2 separate regions of the Xenopus laevis genome follow, and region 2 is linked to region 1. The links are chromatin contacts, called in public Hi-C maps. All regions are on one chromosome and are shown on one strand. The core of a region is the stretch at or near the end of the contact, and the rest is flanking DNA. Distances in the headings are between cores, read along the strand shown. Region 1 overlaps cdon.S (cell adhesion molecule-related/down-regulated by oncogenes-like). Region 2 has its middle 46 kb from the start of LOC108697577.

What was found. Hi-C and Micro-C count contacts between places; a contact is called where the count stands out from the background.
Region 2: a Hi-C map of the XTC cell line shows a contact between it and region 1, with 4 times the contacts expected there. The contact joins two enhancer-like sites. A contact is called at or near these places in 2 of 4 Hi-C or Micro-C datasets (the XL177 cell line and the XTC cell line).

What each region holds. Positions count from the first base shown.
Region 1 is chr7S:61,589,515-61,594,854 of Xenopus_laevis_v10.1, forward strand. It overlaps cdon.S (cell adhesion molecule-related/down-regulated by oncogenes-like), which reads right to left. Exons shown (of 21, transcript XM_041571311.1): 8 at 3,235-3,504; 9 at 2,033-2,392. Among protein-coding and RNA genes, the nearest start is that of LOC121396681, 100 kb to the left of the region's middle. Within about 2 kb of position 2,232, at least 1 of the 7 cell types and tissues checked has an H3K27ac peak or open chromatin away from gene starts, as enhancers often do.
Region 2 is chr7S:61,867,846-61,873,185 of Xenopus_laevis_v10.1, forward strand. No RefSeq gene overlaps it. Among protein-coding and RNA genes, the nearest start is that of LOC108697577, 46 kb to the right of the region's middle. Within about 2 kb of position 2,961, at least 2 of the 7 cell types and tissues checked have an H3K27ac peak or open chromatin away from gene starts, as enhancers often do.

The sequences.
Region 1 (5,340 bases), core at 982-3,481:
TACAAAAAAATGTGTGCTTATTAGATAAAGTTTACACAATACCTCCATTTTTAACATTTTGGAAATATTAAGAGGTGGATTTATTATATGTTACCATTGCACCAGTGAAACTGATCAGTCAACAGTTTTTAAGAGACAAAACGGAATCCAACATTGAAAGCCATCTGAACAAAACTGACCTTTCTCAGGTTCTATAGTATAGCCAAAAGCTAACTTCATGGGAAAGAAACAGCAAAATATCAACAACAAAGAATTTCTAGTTAAAGCAGCAATGCATAAAAACTACATGATAGTCACAATATACCGTCTATTTTTGAGTTCAGCATAACAGTGACTAAAAGTCTATTCTGCAGAGATTGCCAATCCCCTTTGTTAAGGTTTTGAGGAAATGGATTAATCTTCCAACAAGCAACAACCCAAAATATGCATTAAACCTTTTCCTACCAATGTATGAGATAGAACGTCCGTAAGCAAAGTGACAACCTGCTAATTATATAGGATGTATAGGTTTTTAGGTTTAACCTGGCAAAACACCTACAGATAAATAACCCCCGCGGCGCTCCTGGAGAGGAGGTTAGTAGGTATCACCGTTTGTTTCAATAATATTCAATTCCCCGCTCTGCAGCTTTTGGTAATGGAGTACTCCCGCTTCAAATAAATAGAAATCTGTAGTTAAAAATAACAGTGCAAAGAGACAAGGGATCTTTTCTAAGTGCAGTATTTAGTTGTAGTTTAACATATCCCCGCATACAAAATTCCACTCACAGGATAAAAAAATTAGTATCGCATATAAATTTCTTATATGTCCGTGTGTTTCGCTCTCTGTCCCACTCCGTGTGTGTTAAGTGCTCAGAACCAGTCCCGTGCCGGCAATCAGTCCCTCTGTGGTCCAGATTTCGAGCTCTCTCAATTCACACTTGTTTTTGGAGTAGTTTTGAACAAACAGACGGACTCCTCGCTCTTATCCAACGCGTTTCGCGGACTCCGATTCGCTTTCTCAAGGACTTCTAGTAAAGCGGATCGGAGTCCTTGAGAAAGTGGTCCATTGTCTCTTTGCGCTTTTATTTTTAACTACAGATAAATAGTTAAACCTTTGCCAACCTTATCTGAAGTCCAAAGACGAGCAAGTAGTGCTAACTTACATGGCTTTTCTTTTCCATAGTCACCACACATCAACTCAACTGAATATCTTTAGTAAGATTTAAAAAGAAAAAGCAAACCACATTGTAACACCATATGACTTCCTGCAAAAGCTTGAAAGGTGAGCAGGAATAATAAACATTCTACAAAAACTTAATAGAAAAAAGGCAAAAAAAAGGCTACCTCTCTGTTTATAAAATTGTGATTATCCATAATTACATCAAACATTCATTGGTGAAGAATTCTGAGTTTGAAAATTTACGTGTGTGACTTAAAGGGGTGGTTCACCTTTGAGGTAACTTTTAGTACGTTATAGAATGGTCAAGTCTAAGCTAATTTTCAGTTGGTTTTCATTATTTGTTTGTTTTTTTATAGTTTTTTTTGCCTTTTTCTTCTGACTCTTTTCAGCTTTCAAATGGGCTTTACTGACCCCTTCTAAAAAACAAATGCTCTGTAAGGCTACAAATGTATTGTTATTGCTAATTTTTACTACTCCTCTTTCTATTCAGGCCCTCTCCTATTCCTATTGCAGTCTCTTATTCAAATAAATGCATGGTTGCTAGGATACTTTGGACCCAAGCTACCAGATTGCTTAGAATGCAAATTAAAGAACAGCTGAGCTGAATAGAAAGCAAAATAACTCAAAAACCTTAAATAATAAAAATGAAAACCAATTGCATATTGTCTCAGAATATCACTCTCTATATCATACTAAAAGTTATCTCAAAGGTAAAAAACCCCTTTATAAGAAATAATTATCTTGGTAGCTCAGTTTTTAATATCCCAAATAATAGCTTATTTAAGAGGAACAGTAATTTTATTAAAAAGCATCTTAAAATTACATAAATATATGAAAATGAGAGTCTGCTTAATTATCTGTCTTGGTACCTACCAACTGTCAGGTAAGCATCGGCATGTGCCGAGCCAAATTCATTTGTCGCTTCACATGTATATGTCCCAGCATGCTGCACAGTGATGTCTCTGATGTACAAAGAGCTGGAACCAGCTTGTGACATGGTATAGTGTACAGGATCCTGATGTAGAACAGTGGTTCCAATCTTTGACAATAATGCTTTCCGGGATTTGGAGCGCAGGACCTGAGAAGGGTGACTGCTGATAGGTCCATGGTTGTCATGCCAGCGGATGGTTGGTGTAGGAATCCCAGTGGCATTACAAGTCAGTGTAACTAAATCGCCATTTGCCACTCTGATGCTAGTGGGTGGTGACAAGATTACTGGTTTGGACCAAATATCTGCAAATTACACAGGCTTTGTTAAATTCTGCCAGATATCCAAGTTATAATAGCAATAGTATTCAAGCACTACACATGAATACAGCAAGCAATTTGGCCAAAATGTATTAATTATAAGAAAACACCATAGACTGGCTAAAGCCTGCAATGTCTTTATTATTGTGAAGAGAATATTTGGGGGACCTGCTGCCAGTAATCATCCACATAACCATGGAAATCATCAGTTGATGATTTAAACTACCAAAATTGTTGGCATAATTGTGCCCAAGCTGAATTAGTCAAATATGTCTCCCATTAACACTTAAGGGCAGATTTATCTATATTTATAATTAAAGTTCACTTTTTGTACATTCCTATGAGATTTTTAGAGGTGTATTTATCAAATTGTCAACTCTAACTTCCGTCCATTTATCAATACGCCTCTTAAAATCTCACAGGAATGAACAGAGAATTGCAGAATATTACTGTGGTAAACTGTAATTTCACACTTTGATAAATCTGCCTCTTAGTTTCAGTAACATGCTATATGTGTTGAAAGGTATATCCATGTGCAGAAAGTGAGCGCTGAATAATGAGTATAGTTTTTCTGTCCTTTAGATTGTTGCACAATAACACGACAAATCATTTGGGTGTCACATAGGCAGTATTCTGCTTCTATGTTGTAAAGGTATAATGTTTATCTGAAAGTTAGCAATATACATTAATATTGGATATAAAAATATCTTTGTTATGGCGTGACCTATGCATTGAATCAACTATAACGTTTTACCCACACATGGAAAGCAACATAGTTCCTTATGTACATATACTACAATACATAGATAGTCATTAGCTGCTCTTACCAGATGTAATGGTAAGCCTTTGCGAGACTTGTGCTGAACCAACTCCATTATTTACAAAGCACTGATAAATCCCAGAATCCTCGCCAAAAATACCAGTGATGCGTATTTTGTTTCCAGATATATGGTGACGTGTTGATGGTTTGATTTGAACAGCGTTGTGAAACCAAGTTATATTTGGAGTAGGGTTACCACGTGATTCACAGCTAAATCTTACATTGCTGCCTGCCCTTAAGGACTGATCCTCAGTTTTTTGGGAAACTGAAGGTGGTTCTGAAATGTAAATGTGATCAAAGATAGTAAGTATTTTTTGAAATAACAGAGTAAAAATCCAACGATATATAACATATACAGTAATGTTAAACTGGAAAGATTCTGTAAAATCCAAGAGAAGTTTCATTACACTTGCCTTGTTTTACAATCAAAATTTACTATCCAAAGGCAAATATATACTGCAGTTCCCGGTCAGTTCTGTCTAGATCGAATGAGGATCTGGCATTCTATAATGCAAGGTGCTGAGTGCACAAAATAATGCATATTATTGCAAAATAGAAATCGAAATCTGAATTCTTCTCAGCACAATAGTGGCCTGTTTGTCTTTCCAGCTAATCGTTTGAACGTTAACTTTGTCTATGAGAAGGATCCCACCACAAAAGTAATTATCCCATAAAACACCCAAACCCATATGAAGAATATAATTTGCAAGAACACAAGTGACACAGCAGAAACCTACACAAAAGAAAGACTAACATCTTTGAATGCTGCAACCTTGTATGCTCTCTATTAAAGATAAATCAGAGGGAAGAAAAAATATATATAGGGTATATCTCCTCTCAATGCTAGAAATACAAGCAGTATGAAAGCTTGTTGAAGAAAATGGAGCACTGTGGAAGTAATCATTGGTATGTACAGTGTCACTAAATCAGATTTTCTTTAAAGAAAGAATAAGGCTTTGCTGATTTATGTGAAACATCAAACTGTATAGACTTGGCTGCTTTCCATATAGCCAGATAATAAATCTTGACTGATTACTAAGGAACAAAAAAGACCTAGCAAGGCGAAGCCAAGAGACACATTTTCAAGGTGACTTATTTAAGCATCCAAAATTAAATTCACTTTCATGATAAATAGCCCCATACTCCTCAAGAATCCACAAATCAACTAAAATGTATAGAAATGAAGCGCATGTACCATAAAACACAGCTATTGGTCTTGCATTTTCCATGTTAATTAGTGCTGGCATGGTTATCATATTTGAATACTGGCTTTCCATCAACTATATTTGATGGCCCATGGCAGAAAGAGAGTGATTGATGCAGGTAGGATTTGATACACATCACCAGCATGAAGAACTGTCCCCTCATTAATGCTGGACTCAGTTCCAGTTGCTGCCAACAGGTCTTTGCTTACTTGATATAAATCAGATGCATGTGAAACTATTATGCTGGAACAAGCATCCCAGCAGGCATATATTTTTTGACTGTCAACTGTTCTGTTAATAAAGGAAATTAGAGGGGCTGCAAACTTTCTTATAAATCTAAATAATTCTGTGAAGACCAAATATAATCACTGTATGTAACAATTTTTGTACATTAAGTGCATATAAAATAATAAAATAAATCAGTTGCCAATTAGTTGTTAAATTAATTAGTCTATGTATGCTACTAATTATACATCTTTTAATTATAATGTTATTCTCCCTGCATGTCCATGCACATTATTATTCTCTTTCCTTATAATGCACAATATATTATTTTCCTGTCACTAGGATTTCAAAAGAAACCAGAAAAAGGAAATCCCCTGAAACTAAAAACTATATTTGTAGTTGGCATTCTTAATGATTTCATTTCCTTTTCATGCTGCAAACAGTGTGGATTTTAGTATCAATAAATGGTGCTATAAAAAATATGTTGGTTACATGCAGTCAGCTATAATAATAAATGAGGGCCTACCACTGGAATACACAACCTACAGTGGGATAAAAGCCGAGGGGGGGGGGGTGCTTGTTGAAATTGTATGCTCTTTATAGTAAATGACACTAGAGGGTGTTGTTTACTAACCTCTGAAAAGTAGATAACAGTGCAATGCAAAGGGTAGTACCACTGTTTT
Region 2 (5,340 bases), core at 1,711-4,210, 280 kb after region 1:
CATCCTTCTCAATCTTATGTCAGTGACATCATGTCCTGTATGCTGTAAAGTCATAAAAGTTCTAAAACATGCTGGTGTTTTTTCATATTTTAAAGTGGGATTTGTAACTATTAAAGATTTTTGTGTTAACAATTTTAACAAATTTGAGGGCATGCCACATTTGTTTTAGGTTGGGCTCATGTCTAGGGCATTAGAGGATCTCTTTTGTCTTTGATTTTCTTCCTTGGACATTTGTAATAATAAGTGGCCACTTCAACCATTTGCACCATTTCTAATAAAGACATATATATAACCTATATGTACCCGTCCTATTCAAATTGACCTAAGCGTAAGAGTACTAAAAACAAGAAAAAGCAGTAAAACCCCACACTACCTTACTAAAATTAATTGAGATCTAATTATATAAGTGCTTAGAGCTATTATAATCATGTGCTTAGTTCTCAATCAATTTAGCACCAACATACAATTAATGGTATTTCAATCGATTGTGTTATATACAAATAATTAAAATGATTAAGTGCTATAAATGAGGTGCTGTAACTTTCAATAAAATGTATCTACACACAACTGATGAATAATCTAAAAGTTTATGGTTCTTATATGAATTAAATAAGGTGCTAGTGCTGTATTTATAATTTTAAAGTGAGTTCATGGTATCAAACAATTGAAAATAAAGCATCAGCACTTCATGAATAAAAGTTAGAAATTAGAAAATAGTATAGAGGTGGAGTTGTCCCGAAGAAACTGGCTGCGTTGTTCTAAGCCCTGGGACACCACACGTGGGCAGCCTTCAAACCTTTTTTTTTTAAAAAAAGCTTATTATTGAAATCTTACCTTTTTTAAACTTTAATTGAATCTCGGATCCAGAGATATTTAATGGAATTGTAGCGCTACTAGCACAGCTTTCATTCCTTTTACCGTATATACTCGTGTATAAGCCGACCCGCGTATAAGCCGAGGTACCTAATTTTACCTATGAAAACCAGAAAAACGTATTGACTCGCGTATAAGCCTAGACACAACTCAGAAAAGTCTCAGAAATATCAAACAGTCGGTTTAATGTTAAAAATCAAGCCATGATGCGGGGAAGAGCGAGAGTTGTAGTTGAGGAGGAGCCACAGGTTGCAGACATGAGGCATGGCCTCTCCATACAAATACATTGTTCCTACAGCTGTGTCTGTTCAAGTTGTCAACCACTACTAATTATTACATACAGCTTATGGTTCACATAGCAACTAAAGCAAGAGAATGCAGATATAAGTCATATGGCAACCATTTTGGATTCATTAGCACATTTCTATGGCAGGCACAACATTGTTATTCTTTGTTTATTTCTTCATTAAACTGCTGTATTCAGGCACAGCAAAGAAATAGCTCTTTCTGCTGTTCATCAGCTAGCAGCTCTGCTGCAGTCATGATTAATTAATGAGCTACACATACAGTAAATGAGAAGAGAAACATCTTCAACTAAGATTTCCTGAGGAACATGAAATATTAGAGAACCAACAAGATACTGCTTTTCAAATTACCGGTATACAACATGGCGAGGGAAACGACGGCGACCCGACTGTTCTATTCTCCCTCCTCCCGCTGGTGCGCACTGCAGCCTGGGAAAGACTGGCACCTCCTCACTGCAGCCGCTACCTGAGCCTAGCGCGTATTCACTTCCTGCTCCTCCTCCCCTCCCACTTATTGTTATACCTCCCACAGACCGCGACGCCTCCTAGCGCTGTTCTCTCCTCGCTGCTCTTCCGGCTACTTCAAGCTGACCCGCGTATAACCCGAGGTAGGATTTTCAAGCACATTTTCGGTGCTGAAAATCTCGGCTTATACGCGAGTATATACGGTATTCTCTTTAATCTCTAAGGCACTGAGGATTTGTTGGTTTTATAGCAAAGTTAGCTCTCCTTACAAGACAGTTAAACGTAGTAACGAAACCACAGTCCTCAGTGTTCTACCTTCCTCCCACATGTGGTGTCCCAGGAAAACCAGCCTATTGGGTTTATTTAATGTTTAAATGATGTTCTAGTAGACTTAAGACATGAAGATCCAAATTACAGAAAGATCTGTTATCTGGAAAACCCCAGGTCCCGAGCATTCTGGATAACAGGTCCCATACCTGTACAAGTGAGTGAACATTAATTACAAGTGAACTATATTTATTTTTGTGATCTAAGCGTAAGAGTAGTAACTAAGTTTTGTTAGGCAGAATTGAACTCTAGCAAAAGATTGCTATAAAATGCTATCGCTGATGAATTAATGCTAGCAAACGTCGCCAGCGTTCGGCTGCTGAGATGGAGCTTCACATTTTAGTGAATTACCATAGTGGTAACGATTTTGTGGCTGACCAAGTGGCGGGAAGTGTGGCGGATTGTTCGCTGGCAAAAATTCACCCTTTAGTTACTTTGCCCCAATGCCTGTAGTACAGTTATATTTACTGTACTTTTTATTGCACCTGTAGCAGTAGAATCAGCAAAGATATGTGCACTAGTAATTGTGAGTTCATGGAAGGTAGAACTTCAGGTTCCCCTGTTGTTTGCACTATGCTTTTAGGGGCAGAGTTTCCAGATGGCTTTCTACACAGAAGGAGCAGAAAAGACATTCCAGGACATCCTAATTGTTAGTCCCTGGACATCACAAGTGCCTCTAGCTAAAAGCCATCACTCAAATCCACCAGTTGCCTCTGATTATGAATCTATCATCTGGGGTTAATATCCCTGGTTACCACAGCATTAATAAACTAAGATCGGAGAGTTTTAATATTCATTTCAAGCGAATAGTTTGGAGATTTGTTTAGACAATAGAGGACATATCTCTAAAATCATCTTGATTGTTGGTAAATGAAGTAGTCCCCAAATGTTTTCAGTGGCTAAGAAATTCTTGCCTTCTCTCGCACTGACATCCCTATGCTTATGTCCCCCAGGGGCTGTCAAACCTTGTGTTTAATCCCTAAAGAATGAGGTGGGAGACCATAAACATAAAATAAAAGGGTCCTTGTCTCAGGTCATTGCATTCAAAGGCAGAGGCTGAGCACATGGATTTCTTTTATCATGCAGATGTGCTGCACTTTGGCCCTCTCTAACACACACATTAATATTGTTGCAAGGATCCATGGGGAGCTTCCATTTGCATAACAGTGTGAAATGGCTAATCATATCCAGGTTCTTTAGAGAGCAGTACCAGCAGTGACAAGGATCATTAGAAGATCTGCAGTTTGGGACATGAGAAGGACAAACATTTATACTTTCTTAACTCCTTGTACTCTTAATTCCTTCTTGCATAGAAAGCCTTTTGAAGAAAACGATTTTATTACTGGTAGGCTAAGAGAGCTAACAGGGATTTTAAACCCATGAAATACAGTACCTTGCATTTGTATTTAAACAAATCAACAACAAAGAACTACATGGTAATGTGCTACACATTCAAGCTGGAGATACAGTAGCCTATTCACAGTCAGCATTCAGTGCTATTACTTTTCAACTGTAATTAAACATGTCTCTGGAAAACCTTAGAAGCAGTGACTAGATCATATATGAGGAGCTGACATCATGGAGTCACTGGAAAAATGTATGCAATATGCATAAAGCGGCACTATGTATTCAGCTAGGCAGCCTTATAAAGTAAATGTGTTAAGAGTGCAAATAAGGGACCTGCTAAACACCTTATTATCAATACATACACACAGAAACTCTTTCAGCAAATCCTTATAAATAATTATCAAAACTGATAAAAGTGCCAGTTCTTCGATATATGTTCATTTGCTTTCAGAATTTAAAAGTGTTCACTTTCAGTGGGGGTTAGTGCCGTGCACCTTAGCAGCAGCGATGAACATTGAATTGAATTATCAATCCCCATTGCTAGCCTCTTCTGGCCAAAAGATGTCCTAAATGTTCTTTACTTCCTTCAGACCAAATTCAAACTTCTTGTGTGAAATACATTTATAAAGGCTGGTTACATCATATATGACAAACAAGGGAAAGTTGTGCTCACCACTAATTTTTAAAAACATTAGACGGGGGTGCAATGAGGCTGTGACCACAAAATACATATAGACAAATACAAGAGTCCTCTGCACTCAACCCATTATCAATATATTTAAGACAGAGACATTTTGTGCATACTGCTACTGAAAAATGCCTTACCCTTTAAACAAAACAGGGATTGTTTGTCCATATATTGCAATATATTTAAGCTGGCTAACTATGTAACATTTATCCCATATCTGGCCAGACCTATGCTCAATTTTCATCTGATTCATTAAGAATTCTATGCAATAGACTATTCTTATGTAATATGCATTCTCTTCTGCCACACTTGTAGAGTCAGGGAAAGCTTTTAGGCATGACATGTAGTTTAAATGGAATCAAAGCCTTACCTCATATTTATGTAATATCTGTTTATATATCACTCATACTGACACAATGCATGATTAACCCCACTTCTAGGCTAATCTCTGGATCCACCGGAAGCTTATGATGTCAACATGGGTGGTAAACAGATTCGAGAACATGTTTAAGGTGCTGCCTCTGAAGATTTAAAGATTACAGACATGACAACAATGGCACGTGAAAGATGAGAAATCCTCATATAGGTTTTTTGTTCATGTATCTTATTTATTTTTTAATGGATTTATGTAGGATGGATTATGAATCAGTGTACTATGGAACCATCTATTCACTTTTTCCCAACTTTATCAATTTTTTTTATTCATTTCTGTTTAATGTCACACTTCATACATGTCTAAGCCGTGGTTCAAAAGACACTTCTACAATCCGAACGGCATTTGTGTACTTAAGGAATTGTGTTTCTAAATTTCCATTTCTGTTCAATACCCTATATTCTGGTTCAATCAATTGACTGATTTGTTTTAAAGGAATGTTATTGCATTAGGTCTGTCTCCTTATCTATTTTCTGTGGAATTCAATTTCCAGTTTGAAGACTAAAAGGTTCCTATTTTAACAGAGGGGAGATTTATGAGCATACTTATCAGTGAGGCAATTCTTTTAGAAACTAACTATAAGTTCCAGTAATAGCTGTGATGTAATGTCTGGATGTCTCTCAAATTATAAAATAAAATTGAGGCAAAAAGGCCATTTTTAAAGAGCCAATACAGTCTAAAAAGCTCTTGTTGAATTTCTGCTTAGTAAAGGGGATAAGTTATGTGTGTGTGTATATATATATATCTTCTTTTGGCAACTGAAAGGAAGATTGATGTCTCTGAAACAAAGTAGGAAGTGTCTCTAAATTAAAGTGCATATATGATTTTAAAAATGTCACACAGAGTCGTCTGAAAAACCGTGTGATATTACATATCTGTGAAAGGCGATTTATTAACCAAAA